2 separate regions of the Mus musculus genome follow, and region 2 is linked to region 1. Evidence: chromatin contacts called from public HiChIP or PLAC-seq data. All regions are on one chromosome and are shown on one strand. The core of a region is the stretch at or near the end of the contact, and the rest is flanking DNA. Distances in the headings are between cores, read along the strand shown. Region 1 overlaps Fars2 (phenylalanine-tRNA synthetase 2 (mitochondrial)). Region 2 has its middle 31 kb from the start of Gm40913.

Region 1 (7,123 bases), core at 1,958-4,457:
ATGGGTAACCATACCCATTCACTTGAGTTTCCTGCAATTCTCCTCACAGGACTATTTGGAGACTGGCCCAAAGAGCTGCTCTTATTTATTCTCAGACTTTACAGAAAACGTCTGCAGGCTTCTGCTTTCCATTCTTCACTACACACTATCACTTCTTTCTCCAGAAAGCTTCTCAACTCAAACTGCCTTCCTGTGTGTGGGGAAGCACAACTCACCACCATTTCCAATGTTTCATTTTTGCTACAGAGGGGCTTCCTCACCATCCAGCTCACTCTGCCTTGTTCCCTTGGGGTTTTTTTCTGGGTTCACTCTCCCACTCATGCCTAAGAATCTGTGTGCTTTTAGTAGCCATCAAAACAAGGTTCCACATTTCCCATCTAGGGTCCTTGATTCAGACAGCCTCACCCCTTCCTGCCCTTGGCCCCATTCAGGCAGTGTCTACACTTCTGCACACAGCCTAAGTTCCCTTCCACCGCCACACTGGCTTCTGCTCCCGTGCCAGGTCTCAGCTCAGCCTGCCCATTTCTGTGGCAGGGTCTTCTTTTCCCACTCCATGGATCTATCCTGGCATCCACCCTTGCTTTTTGGTTCAGCCACCACTACTCAGCACTCTCACTCACTCACTCACTCACTGACTTACTCAAAATCCATCTCCTACTAGTCTTCATTTTATAGCTCTCAGTGGCAACAAAAAGGAAACAATTGAGACTGAACACTCACTTCAGCAAAGCTCAGCTAGGAGGAACTTCTTTTAGGACTGATCCTCCCTTAGATGTGGAACGCTAACTTGTATTAGATTTTGTCAGGTAAAGCTCATCTCCATGCACATAGCAATAAAGTTTACATCAGACTCAACTATGTTCAAGAGTTTGCTTTTATTTACAAAGATTTAGTTAGTCTCTTTTGGAATACATCATATATAGGAGAAGAGTGGGATATTAGAATAATTAAAAGGTATCAATGAGGAATAAGTTATATACTCTCCTCTTGTAAAAGCTAGCATCATGTTTATTTCCCATATCTGCAAATTGCAGTCCTGGGAAATAATCATTATTTGCTCAGCAGACCCCAAACATGGGAAGACAAACTTTGAGATCATCAGGTCTGACCATTTATGAATAAATGTCTGGACTGTTAACAACACAAAAAAACCTTGCCTCCGAATCCCTGCAGGGGAGACTGGCGATCTCCTCCCTGGGTGTGGTTCCCCTGGTCTTTCTTACTCTGTTCTCTCTCTGGTTTGCTTGCCATATGTCATCAAAATATGCCTGCCCTGCCTGCAGTCAGACCTGCCGTCCTAGGGGTCACAAACTGCTAGGCTAGGCCACTGAGAAAGGAGCCTGATTAATTAGAAAATTAAGCCTCAGTTATGTTCTATGGTTCTCTTAAAAGCCATTACCACCAACAATTAGTGTATCAGCCCTCTCTCTAGTCTCTTAAAACCATTGTGAGCCTTAGCTTTCTATCCTAGCCCACCAATTACTTACTCTTGACTGGGAACTTTCACTTTTAACTGATTTTTCAAACACAAATTAAAGTACTGAAAATTAATAGCTGGTAGAAGATGAAAAAGAATTTGCTTCAAACTCATTTTTAGCCATTACAAGTCAAGAAGTGCTAAACATCAGACTTAGAAGGGAGGAGCTTCCTTTCCATGGGCAGGTTAGCCATATGTAAGAGATAATACTGCCAACCCCAAGTAGGTTGTGAGCACACAAATGTGTGTGTCCATTTCCTGTGTTAGCTGGCATCACACACATAACAATGGCGAGGTGAGGCAGGCATGGCAGAGTTAAAACCTGCTACTGTCAGCCACGGCATCCATGTGTTAGGAGTCATGCCTTTTACTGGCAAATTCTGAAGCTTCTGCCTTTGAAAGCCTGTAAGGACTGTGTTCACAGAGAAAGCAGGTGGCATAAAGAGGTTGGTGAGGTTAGATGTTTCTGTGAATTTGCTTTTAAAAGATCTGAAATTCTTGCCAGCAGTGTGTGTGCACTCAAATGTGCAGAACTGGGGACAAGTCATCCTGCATTGGAAAGATCAAAGCCATGTTCAGAACACCCACATCCAGCACAGGGCCAGACTTTAAATATATAGTTAGCCTTTTGGCTTCTCTCGGTGGAAAATGCTAGATTGCTAACAACCACACCCACGATTTATTGCTATACTCAAATTTCCCTGCTATTCGATTGTCTGTGGACTTTCAGAGTAGTTTCCATTTAGCGCTTCTCTCTAATGATCAACTGCTCTAGCACAGACCCTTCTCACCAGGAGCCATATATATATTAATATATCTATATATTATCTAAATCTGCTCCACACTTCTGAAACGGACCCATGTGAGACCAAGATAGCATTAGCAGTATCGGTAACACTGGTAGATGCCATCTTCAGTATGCTAAGACACCCTGAGTCTGAGGCAGCAATGAGAGCTGCTAGCAAAGAAATGAGAAAGCGCATTCACTCATCCCAACCAAACTGACGAAAACCATGCTTGTCATCAGACTGGCATACTCTAGTCTGGTTGGACAGTCTGTCCCTGGCCACAGCCTTACCTATAATCTAGTTGTGTTGCTAGAAGAGAACACAGCACTGCCTACTCAGCTGCAAGCAGCCATTGAGGAACTGTTTTTACTCCAGACTCTGCTGGCCTTGATTCCCCAATGGGTTGTCCACTGGAAATACTTTCTTCTTTCTCAGGTCTCATTTAATTCACACTCTGCTTCTGCCAGATCCCAGGCAGCCCTGAGACATGATGTGTTCCCATGAATCCTTCAGGAGCCTCCATACTGGCTGGAAAGTGAAGTTCTCATGAGTAGAATATCTCACTGCAACATACACACTTTGAGAACTACAGTTTCCTGAGGTCAGAAGGCATGATTTAGACCAGATCCACACCAAGCTTTTGAAATGATGTCAAATGGCAAAACTCCCGATGCAAAGATTCAGGCAGAACTATGTCTTTGTAAGACAACACACTTCCCAAGAGTACTGCTCTCTGAACAGCTGTCTATGCTGGATCTAACCACCACTTAACAGCTGCTACAGTTCTGAGTGCCCCTCATGTTGATTTATATACATAAGAAAGGAGATGGAGTTTAAAAACCCAATCCAGCAGGGAAAATGAAACCTAACAGCAAAGGAGCAGGGTATGTAGGTCACAGCCAGACCCAAAGTGTAAGCAGTTCGTCACTACTATTTGAGTCAGATTCAGTTTTCAGAAGTAAAAGAGCAATGAATGAGCTCATCAGATAGATATTCTGGAACACAGGACCATAGAACAAGTTTTGTACAGTTTTCTATTTCTGCATGTGATGACATCAACAAGCAAAACGGAAGCAAACTGGAAGAAAATGATCCCGAAGTTACTTTAAACCATCACAAAAAGTGACAACTCTATAGGCAACTTAGAAAAGCAGGTTTTAAATGGGTACACTGTTGTATGGGAACATTAGCTATCAGTTTACTCAATTCCTGGGACATGGATCTGAATGCTGAGGCCCAGAGAACTAGACCAAAGTAACAGATACAATTACTCAAAATATACACCAATGACTAGACCCAAGCCCTCGGACTCTGTCCTCACCACAATGTAACTACTCAAGTTGTTGGACTGAAGGTTTACAGCATACATTTCAGCCCAGAGACTCTTGGGGAAAAACCCACAGGAGTCCTCTTCCATGGGACATACTCCCTCTTTTGCTACTTCTAGAATTCTTCTTCCTGAGAAAAGGTACGGATTCCAATCTCTTGGGCTCCACAGTGTCTCTAACAGAAACAAGTTAGAGAACTGATCATGGTTTCATCAGTGCCCACATCACCAAAGCTTCCTTTGGTAAGAAGTTGGTGCTCCTGGCTTCAAGGGAAGGCTAACCCTTGTTTCAGTTTTGAGCATCCTGGCTCATCTAGCTGTGGGTTCCTTCAGTCAAATGAAGGTTCCTCTTCTTAACTCAGAAGTCCTGACATCCTCTTCATGCAGTTGCTATCTTGTTGTGATGGGCAGGAACTCAATCCAGTGAGTAACTAAATATGGATTTTACCTAAAGGGATAACTGCTTTTAGGAAGTGTGAAGAATTTAATTACAGCCAAGATACAGCCAATTCTACTTTCTGCAAAACAACAAAAACTACAAACAAAAAATATATGTGAATAATAAACCTAACACAACAAAGGTTCAACTTTGCCAGCACCTACTTGAATGCCTGGCATGAATCATCAGTACTGACATAAGGGGCACAGCAATGACTGAATTCCTCCTGAGAACAACCCAAAATCAAGAAGAGAAACACAGAAGCAAAAAGAGCTAAAGGCTACAGCTTTAAGTAAAAGAAGCTCCATCAGACCTCTCTGTTGGACAGGAGGCTGGCTCAGCCATTCACCTTATCATTTCTACTCTCTCTCTCCATGCTCCTCAACAATGGCATCAAACAGCCAAAGGTCTGGAGAAAAGAATAAGAGAAAAAAATATAAAGGTCTTGAAAATTCCATCCTTCAGAAAACCATATCTTCTGGAATCAACTGTTTTATCACAGTAGTCATGTTTCCAATTTAGAACTCTAAAATATCAAAAAAATTAATCATTTCCTATTTTTTGAAGCTTTGTCCTAGATTCCATTTACTGAAACTTTGAGTAGCATAAATTGCCTAACTCAACAAATATGTAAGTCCCAAACACCCCAGAGAGGCTCCCTATCCCCTAGAGCCACACACAGGCAGCTAGAGCAGAGCACTGGGGAGGTGGTATTCATCCCTCTCATAGGGCTCCAGAGCTGTGTAATTAGCTACGATTGCTGAATTACAGCAGCCCAGGGAAAGAGGACTAAAATCTATTTGTTTATTCACCATGAACGATAATGTAAAACACTTAATTGCTTTCAGCCGCTGCAGCTCCTGTTATAAAGAAAGGTCAATGAATTACTAATTTAGGGTAGAAAAAATAAATTCGGGAATTATATTTTTCAAAGAGACAATGTTGAAAACTCTACTTAAAATGGAACTATGCATAGCCAAATGACCCACATCCCTGACTCTTGATCAGAACACTGATAAAACATTTTAAATATATTTAAGGAACTGTAAGAAGCAAGAACTCCCAGTGATGAAACTGGCATTCATTTTTCATGTTAATAGCTTTTGCTACTAGGATAATAGCTAATGCAAGCAGGAACTGAAGGCGTGAAGTGGTGGAGAAACACTGTGATTTCTATTATTAAACAAGATAAATACACAATGTTCTGTGTACTCAGATTTCTGACATTTAAACCACTACAGCCAATCATTTCAGATACCACTCAACTTGTCCTCTGCCCACATCAAACACATCATCTCAGCAGGCCTGGCGAAGGAGCCCATCTTCAGACATGCTCCATCTTCTGCAGAGTTAGTTGTAGGCACACTGGACACCTGCCCATTCTGTTTCTCTGGTACTCTGGAATAAACATCAAAATGATGGTCTTTCATTAGGCCAGTCCAGCTTTTTACAGTAAAGCTAATAACTGCGGAAATTAACCATCATAGTTACCACTGTGTGTTATGATTAAATGATGCCCGTGTGCTTGTAAATAAGGATATAGAGTTCTTAAAATCTTCACAGAAGAGTTTCAGTCTTAATATCATACCGAGAAGATACTTTTTCATCCATTATTGTTCAGAGTTACAAGATTAGAGCTTATTAACTAAGTATCAATGCTAACTGTTACTCTTAAAAGCTTGTATCTTGAAAACCAGTATCTGAGAACCTAACTACACTAAAAGATAGGACTTGAAAGGACTAATTCATTCAAAGAAAGCCACTATATTGAACCATATCAGAAGTGATAAGGACAGTAGTGTATTGAGAGGAAAAATTTATGAGGACACCTAAAGCAAGTGCCATCTACACACCAAGGAGGAAAGGAAGACTCAGAGAAACAGCTTTTCTGACTCTATTCAGAAATAGATTCACAGTGTCCCACATGGCTCAGTCTGTTGGAACTGCTGTGGCAACCTAACTCTATGACAATGTCCAGCTTTTGTAGTGAAAATTCAGGAATTTCACCAATTCCCCCCCCCCTCTCAAATATTGGCAAATATTCTAGAAGCTGAAAAAATTCTCAAAAGGTCTCATTTGACTTTATCTTATGCTGACTTGTATCATTCCTGCAAGCAGAGACAGTAAGTATAATTCAGTGTAAGTGGCCCTTCTGAAACCCATCTTCTGTTTCACATTAACCACAGAAGGGCACAGCATTTCAGAAGACTTGAGTATGAAGCTGCCTTTCCTTCAACGGGAAAGGAAATGAATATGTTCATAGGGGTCCTTAGTGAATAACCCGGGCATAGTGATTTCATGGGATGTTTTGTTTGTTTCTTTGTTTGTTTGTTTTTGACACAGGATCTCATTTGTCATCCAGACTGTCCTGAAACCTGCTACATAGCCTAGGACAGTCTTACACTCTCAGTAATCTACCTGCCTTACTTCTGGAATTATAGACATGAGGCACCATGACCATTTCTGACCCATGATTTTAACAAGGTGAGTTTTTCTGCCATAGGCAGACCTTCAAGTGCTGGCTGGCTGCTCAGGCATGGCCTCGCAGTGACTGTGATAGCCTAAAGAGTCTAAGCTGGTCCTTAGACTTCTCACCCTAGACTCTAGGCAACTACTCAATTAGGGCTGATCTACAAGTTGTAATCTATTTCCTATTCCTGCAGAAAGCAAATTTAAATAGAGATCTCAGAGAACAAATTCTTCTATTATGTGCCTCTGGCTCTTGCTTACATCAGCTGGGAAGATAATTAGTGAGGCTCAAGCCAGCCCTGCACTTTATGAGCTACCACTTCAGTGGTACTGGCTTAGCTTTGGGTAAAATTTAACTGATAATCCTCTGACCAAATTAAAGAGCAGATCTAGAGGAGCCAATCCAGAGGCTCAAGAAGTCATGTTCCCTTAGGGTCTGAAGATCAGGCCTCGATTTTTTTTCTGCATGTCTCCTGAACCTTTTGTTCATGACCTTTCACGATTCTATCTGATTAGAACCCAGAAGTGTCTGCAGAACACAGGCAAGGCTTCCATTTCCAATTCATTTTTAATCATGGAGAACAGTTGGCAAAACTTCAAAGGCCCATGTGCGAGCGAGTTCT
Region 2 (7,267 bases), core at 2,002-4,501, 990 kb before region 1:
GCTATTGTGCAGAATCAGGAAGCAGAAGTACTAGGATCAAAATAGACTAAATTTATTTAACTTTTTCAGCATTCACAATAAACAAAGAGGGACTAGACTTACCAATTTAAAGGCAGAGCTTAGTCAGACTGAGATATCAAACACCAGGCTATTTATTTGCTCTTTAGAAACAATCAACCAATTTACCCTTTAGATAAGAAGAAACAATAAACAACAATCAAGACATTGATTAAAAATAAAAGATAAACCAGACAAACTGAACAAGCCAAAACAAACAAACAAAACCAACCCAAAACCCCACAAATTCCAAGACAACCAGGATACTAGTGTAGAAAACAAAAGATAAGACAGCTTAATATAGAGGGTAACTAGGAAATGTTAAAAGATTCTATTCCCCAGCACATCATACCAATTATAAATTTATATGCCTCTAATAAAATAGTTATAAACACAGAAAGCCAAACACTACAAAAAAGAGAAACCTATCTTTCATTAAATTATCTGTCCTGTATTGGATTGGCTAACAAAACATAATAAAAGGCAGAGAAGGTTTGAAAACAGTTAACAATTCAACTAATGGGTATTACTGAGATTCAAATACTTTAATGAGAAATCACAAGAGTTTATGGAGTTCTGTATATGCCCCTAGACTTAGAGGCAATCTGGGAAAACTTCAAAGCTTTATAATCAGAGAGACAATATAAAATCATAATGAAAATACCAATTAATTAAACCTGAGGGTAAAGCTAACAAAACAAAACAAAACAAAACAAAACAAAATGGGGGGGTGTGTGAGGAAAATATGATTGACTATATGGAAAAATGGAGAAATTATTACAATCAAAAATGATTGACTATATGGAGAAATGTTTAGAATCACTGAATTTAAAAGCTATCTTAAGTTTTGGGAGAAAAGCAGCAATATGAATAAGCTTGAGGAAATAGAAGGAAAAAAAAAAAAAGAAGGATGAGCAAAACATAGCAGGGATAACATTCAATGCCAAAGCTTGGTTCAGAGCTTAGGAATACAGAAAGCACTCAATACATTTATGCTGTTAAAATGAGATATGACCCAAGTAGGCAATTGATAATAAAAAGGTCATAGATAAAGGAGGTGCAGTTGGAAAGAGTTCTGTGATCAATTATATGCCAATAATCAGAAAATTCAGACAAAAGACAGCTCTTCAGAACACCTGACTAAAATAAATCGCGGAAAAGCAGCACCCTCTAGCCATTCTCAGAAAGTAAAATTGCTAGCTTAGGATCTTCCCATTAAGAAAACTAAGCCTGAATCATTGCATAGATCAAAAGAGGAAATAAATACATTATAGAAATTCTTCCCAAAAGTGGAAGAGGGAATTTATTTCATGTAGTTAGTGCTATCTTGGTTCTGAAATTGGGTGAAGATTGCATGAGGTCATTTATGAACACTGGTGCAATCAATTTTATGTGCCTTTAATAAGATAGATATAAAACAGAAAGCAAAATGCCATCAAAGGTCAAGGAGACAGGGATAAATCTTCCAATAAACCATCTCCCTAAAATTGGATTGGTTAGAAGACTCAAACCAAGGTAAATACTGATAAATCAAACCTAGCTGTGTGAACCAACGTGGTCACACTGGGTCATACTGGAATGCCAAAACTGGTTTCAGGAGAAACATTGTTTTTGTAATTTTCATCTCCAATTCAAAGGGGAAATGTTAAGATTGCCTCAGTGGGTACAGACAATATGTTTGAGAGCATCAATATCTATTCATAGTTAATATTGTTAGGCAGCTGTCAGTCATTGGCTGCACTAAGGCATACTACCAAAAGCCTCTGGAAAATATTACAATTAGAGCTATAACACATATACACACAGATAAAGAAATAAGTGAATAAATATAAAATTAAACACTGATTTTGCTTATCAGCCAGAAATTTGGCTTGGTGACTAAGTCATTTTGATCTACAAGGGTAGACAGAGGTAAGGTGGAGGCACAGAAATTTGAAGAGTCTTGAGTGAATGGACGTTATTGGTAGTCATGTTAGGGAAGGCATTTTAGGGACATGATGCAAAGGATCTATCTGTCAGACAAGGCATTTATCCAGCCTGGAATATTTGTGTGCTCAAAAACATGTGATGATTAAAAGGGTAAGAGTGTTCAATGGATGCCTTACTCTCTCATAGTGCTATTAACAAAGTAGTAGTTTGTACTGGTTATTTGTTTTAGTATTTGTAGAATTAATAGAAAGCACATAACCCCTCGCCCCCTGCTCCATTGAGATTGATTCAAATAGCATCATGGTGCAACAAACAGATTTTTAGCTAACTTTGCCACTCACTGGCATGAGACCTTAGAGCTGGTCATTTCCCTCCCTCCATCCCTCAGTGCTGTTCCTGCCTCTTCTGGCTTCTCTCTTGCTAAGACTGAACCATGATGGCTCAGTGACAATAGGGTTTACCACACAAGCCTGGTGACCGAGTTCCATCCCTGAGCCTACTAAAGGTAGAAGGAGAGAACCTGTTCTGCAAAACTGTCCTAAACTGTCCTCTTGCCTACAAATGGGTGCTGTACTACACTTGGTCACACACATCCATCACACACATATACATCACACACACATATACATACATACAACTAAGTATAAAAGATTGGAATAAATGTCTTCTGAGAGGTCATGACTCAAATGGAAGTGGCACAAAAGTAAATATTTTTAATAACTACATTCTTCTGATCAGGAACTGGTTCTATTTTGTTTTTATTTTTTAAAATAATGTAACAGATCACATTGGGCTAACAGAAGAAAAAAACCCAATAAAATGGTTGAATACTATACCCCCAAATTACACATCATTTAGAGAATGAATAGAGAAAAGGTGGAGGGGTGGAAGAAAGACAGAAAGCCTTAACCAGTCAACAGCAATGGAAAAAATGTGATCAAAGATGTTTTGGAGCCAACCTGTCCTTGTGTAGTTTCTGTAGTTTGCACTGATGCCATAAATGTCTTTGTGTTCCTTAACCTCCAGGGTCCTGATGAAGTCAGCCAGATCGCTAGTGTGAGCACAGGTCTCACTGTTAGCTTTCTGGGTTTTGTGTTTTTCTGAAGATGAGGGGATGTTTTTGTTTCCACATCTGAATTGGTTTGGAGCAGCACAGAGAAAGGAGGTGATATGATCTAAGGTGACGACTAACTCAGAACTGTAGCTTGCACAGTTCCAATGAGGATAGGAGACTCCACTGGGAGGCTGCCCACACCTCGTGATGGTATCAGATTACTCACAAACCTTGGTAGGCGTTCTTGAGTCAAAGGCACAAAGAGATGAGGTAACAACCCTTAACCCTTCCCAGCTCTTTATAAATCAGACTTGCCTGTTTGAGAGCAATTGTGAGTATTCTGTCAGCAACTGTCAGTAATACGTGTGAAACTGTCACAGTCAAAATGGATGCCTTTGCGGCAAAGCAGAGCCAAAACCAAACACAAAACCCACGAGGCTATGAAGGAGGGCCCTGTGCCTTTGGTAAGGACAATTACATAAAGACTGTCAGAAGGGCCTCCTCTGCCAAGAGCTTCCAAACTACAGCTCACTATTTGAGGGTTAAGGATTAGTCAGCTAATGTACAAGAACCTATTTCTGTTGCATTCCTACCACCGCTTAGCAATTAAGTTCAGCTGTGGCCAGGATCCATGTAGCCAATGTTCTCTATGAATCAGAGCAAAACACACATACTATCCATTGGAGCACTGGAAACCCCTCTGTCCTTTGCCCCTCTGAGTGTGCCAATGGCTCCTGGTGTTAACCAAGTCGACATGGTACTCTTGATCTCAATCAGAGGTGAAAAAGGACTCAGAGTAATATACCTGTGGATGTGGCTAACTTCTTTGTATTGCTTTGTTGGGGAAAATTCTATCAATGTATTCCTTCTACTTGGTACTTACATAAAGAGATTCTAATAACTCCTGGTCTGGTTATTTATGTTTCTGAGCTTGCTTTTAATGGAAAATTGGGAAAGACTGAGAGTTGCAAACCTTGGTTTGTACTTTCGAATGAGTTCAAAGTTACCAGAAAATGTTTTCAAAAGTAGAAAAGGCAACATTTTTTAAATGCAAGGGATTTATTATTCCTGTCTACACATGAACTAGTCAGAATCAAAGAGAGATAAAAGCTTTGACTTGGTTTAAAAAGGAACCTGTGATTGATATATGATGTTTTGAGACTTCATATGTAGGAAATTACACTTACCATCCAATTATTCTAAGATGAATAGAAAAAGTCATACCTGCAAGGTGTGATGGCACAGACCTTTAATCCCACCCAGCACTTGGGAAGCAGAGGCAGGTGGATCTCTTTGAGTTTTGAAATCAGCCTGGTCTACAGATGGAGTTGTAGGGCAGCTAAAACCCATACACTGAGAAACCCTGTCTCGAACAACCCAAACCAGGCAGAACAAAAAAGTAATACTCATGATTAACTTTCGATTTTTCATTTGGGTTGGTTGGCCAGCAAGATTCCAGGATACCCCTGTCTTCACATCCCAAGGCTGGGGTCACAGGGATGTTCAGTCTGCCTGCCTGTTTTAATGTGGGTTCTGGGGATTTGAACTCAGGCTCTCTTGTTTGTAGAGCAAGTGTCATCACTCACGGAGACATCTCCCTCGCTCCAAGTGCTGAAATTTTTCCTTGAAAATACTTCTCCTCTAAGGGATATAAAGATAAAGTTCTGCTTGGTAGTATCTTATATCCGTCGATCCTCTGTGCGATAGCCGTTGAAGAAGAGTAAAAATTAGCCAGAGACGGCAAGTCAGCTCCTGGTTATTCAACATCTGACTGTGTTGGAAGAGCGAATCTCTATGAACTGGAGGTGAATTGCAGAAACGACACGGGAAGCTGGAGAATAGAAGATGCCTAATGACTGCATACTCCTAGTTTCTAAAACCCAAATTAAGTACGTTTTACTAACCAATATTAATGAATGTCCTTCTCTTCTCTTTTCTCTTTTTGAGATAGGCCATCAGGTTGTGAGTGCTGTCTTCTGATTAGCTAAGACTGTCCTTGAACTTTGCATTATACTTCCCAGTATACCACAGTCATCATTCTATAACTTTTAAATCCACTTAATGAGATTACAGATGTGGAGCCTGGGGCCCTGGGTGCTCATGTTGGTGTTCCAGCACTGCTAAACATTACCTGGGAGCTGAGAGCAATCCTGGGTGTTCATGCTGGTGTTCCAGCGTGACTACCCATTGCCCGATCTTTGTTCTTTAACTTCCTTACCTGCAAGATTGAGCAAACACTGCCGGGACTGTGGAAGAGCTTACAGAAGCTATGAGCAAGATATTTTTGCAGCGACAGGAACATGACAAACACCATACCAGAAAACTTTTATAGATTTCTGCTGGGCATTTAGTTAGTTTCTCCCCTTCTAAGTTATTACTATCATTGTCTGTGTACATAATGTATGTGCACATGTGTGTGCATATATACAAGGTCAGAGGGCAGCATTATGAAGTCCGATCTCTCTTTCTACCTCTGTGTTCAAACTCATATCACCAGGGTTGCACAGTAAATGCCTTTACTGGCTGAACCATCTTGCAGATCCCAGTGTATCCTTTAGGTTGTAAGTATAATTATTATTCTGACAAGTGTTCATTTGTAACATTCTTCGAAAACATTTCTGGTTATTTTCTTAAAATAAGCTTGTAGGAAGAATTGTGTTGAGAAGCTATATATAGTTTTGATGCTTTTGGTTTCTATTTACAAACTCACAAGGAGAAAAGCTTTTCCCATTCCCCTACCAGAGAGGCTGTAGGTACCTGCCTTGAAAACCATATGTATGTGTACCCCAATCTGCTGCGCTTAGAGAATGAGGAAATGGACTTCGAACAGTGCTTTCACTCACATTCACTTGATGGGCTTCTTTGCTTGATTAATGTCCCCTCTCCAATCTCCTATAATCCTCGTCCCACCTGCCAGCCACTTCCCCTCATGCCTGCAGCCCTCCTGCCTCCCTCACAGGAAGATTATAGAGCACTCATTTCTCCCACCATTTATCATGTGGAACACTTTCCTGAGTGTAGTCCACTTTGTCATTTTCCCCTCTGAAAATATGGCACTGAGTCCGGGCATAATAGTCCATGTGTGTGGTCAGACCAGCTGCTGTATGTGCCAAGGAATAAGATGGCTCAATTATAATGTGTTTACTTTTGAGAAGCCATTAGCATGCAGTTTGCTTTGAGTTTCTATTGAATCTTGGAGTGACTTAGAGTGAATTTAGGCCAGAGGAGCTTTTGTCAAGGAAAAAGGAGGGGCGAGGGGGCTAAAATGGCTTTCTCCTCTCTCTACCTCTTTAATGCCGCTGTTATGACCACACACATGCCGGGCCTGGACTGCATAGCTGTGTCAGTGCAGTCCTGGGTTGTAGTGGTGATTTTTAGCATCTTTTACTTTGCATCCTACATACAGCTGAAGCAATATGGGTTCTCTCTATGCAGAGTAAGTGGGGAGATATGAATATGAAGGATCCATGAAGCTGATGAACAACCCCAGAGAGGAGAGAGGTGTTCTTTTAATGGTTTCCTGATGGCTTGCTTAGTTCCTGAAGGTGACCTTATCATCCCTCTTTCATGATGTGTGCTTTCCTTGGACATTCACCCTCTCCAATCTCCTATAATCTTCATCCGGCCTGCCAGCCACTTCCCCTCATGCAGGCAGTCCTCCTGCCTCCTCTCTACCTCTTTAATGCAGCTGTTTTGACCACACACAGGGGTCTAAAACCTAAATGAGTGCCCGAAAAACCTAAAGAGATGATGATTGGTATTGCAAATATCTATTGAGGAGATAGACGTTGGAAGTTTAGGTGTGAAGGTGACTCATGCCATTCATGTATTTTATACAATGCATTCTAAGGTATTGGGCTACAATGACTTTTGAAGAGGCACTGGGGACTCAATGGGTCTGTCAGACCTGAGAACTCTGGCTGTTGAATTTGAGTGTTATTATTGGAGCTGGGTGACAGGAGATATAGAATATGAGGCCTAAAGGAGACTGCTGGAGGGAGGGATCATAAGCTCAGTGAAAGGCCATTTACTAACCGGACTTCTAATTTTATTTGGGGGGTGGTGGTGACTATGATATGAAGAGCTTTCAGTCTTGGAAGCAGTGATGGAAGACCAATGAAGGAGACCATGTTTGTGGAGCCCAGTGAGATCTGGTATTGATGGGAATAATGAAGTGAGGGCATTTGGGGTGAAATTCCCTTGCACTGAGCTCAGCAATGGCAGCCA

Evidence for each region. HiChIP or PLAC-seq counts read pairs in DNA pulled down with a chosen protein or histone mark.
Region 2: an H3K27ac HiChIP or PLAC-seq map of regulatory T cells shows a contact between it and region 1, with 15 times the contacts expected there. The contact joins two enhancer-like sites. A contact is called at or near these places in 1 of 15 datasets of contacts at CTCF or cohesin (the NIH/3T3 cell line), 1 of 484 Hi-C or Micro-C datasets (bone marrow-derived macrophages), 10 of 115 datasets of contacts at active chromatin or transcription factors (the NIH/3T3 cell line, SST interneurons, acute myeloid leukemia and 6 more) and 1 of 9 other capture datasets (embryonic stem cells).

The regions. Positions count from the first base shown.
Region 1 is chr13:36,305,220-36,312,342 of GRCm38.p6, reverse strand. All of the region lies in intron 4 of Fars2 (phenylalanine-tRNA synthetase 2 (mitochondrial)), which reads right to left. Among named protein-coding and RNA genes, the nearest start is that of Gm40912, 100 kb to the right of the region's middle. Within about 2 kb of position 3,207, at least 21 of the 459 cell types and tissues checked have an H3K27ac peak or open chromatin away from gene starts, as enhancers often do. A contact at or near this core is called in regulatory T cells, where this site is marked.
Region 2 is chr13:37,299,070-37,306,336 of GRCm38.p6, reverse strand. No RefSeq gene overlaps it. Among named protein-coding and RNA genes, the nearest start is that of Gm40913, 31 kb to the left of the region's middle. Within about 2 kb of position 3,251, at least 22 of the 459 cell types and tissues checked have an H3K27ac peak or open chromatin away from gene starts, as enhancers often do. A contact at or near this core is called in regulatory T cells, where this site is marked.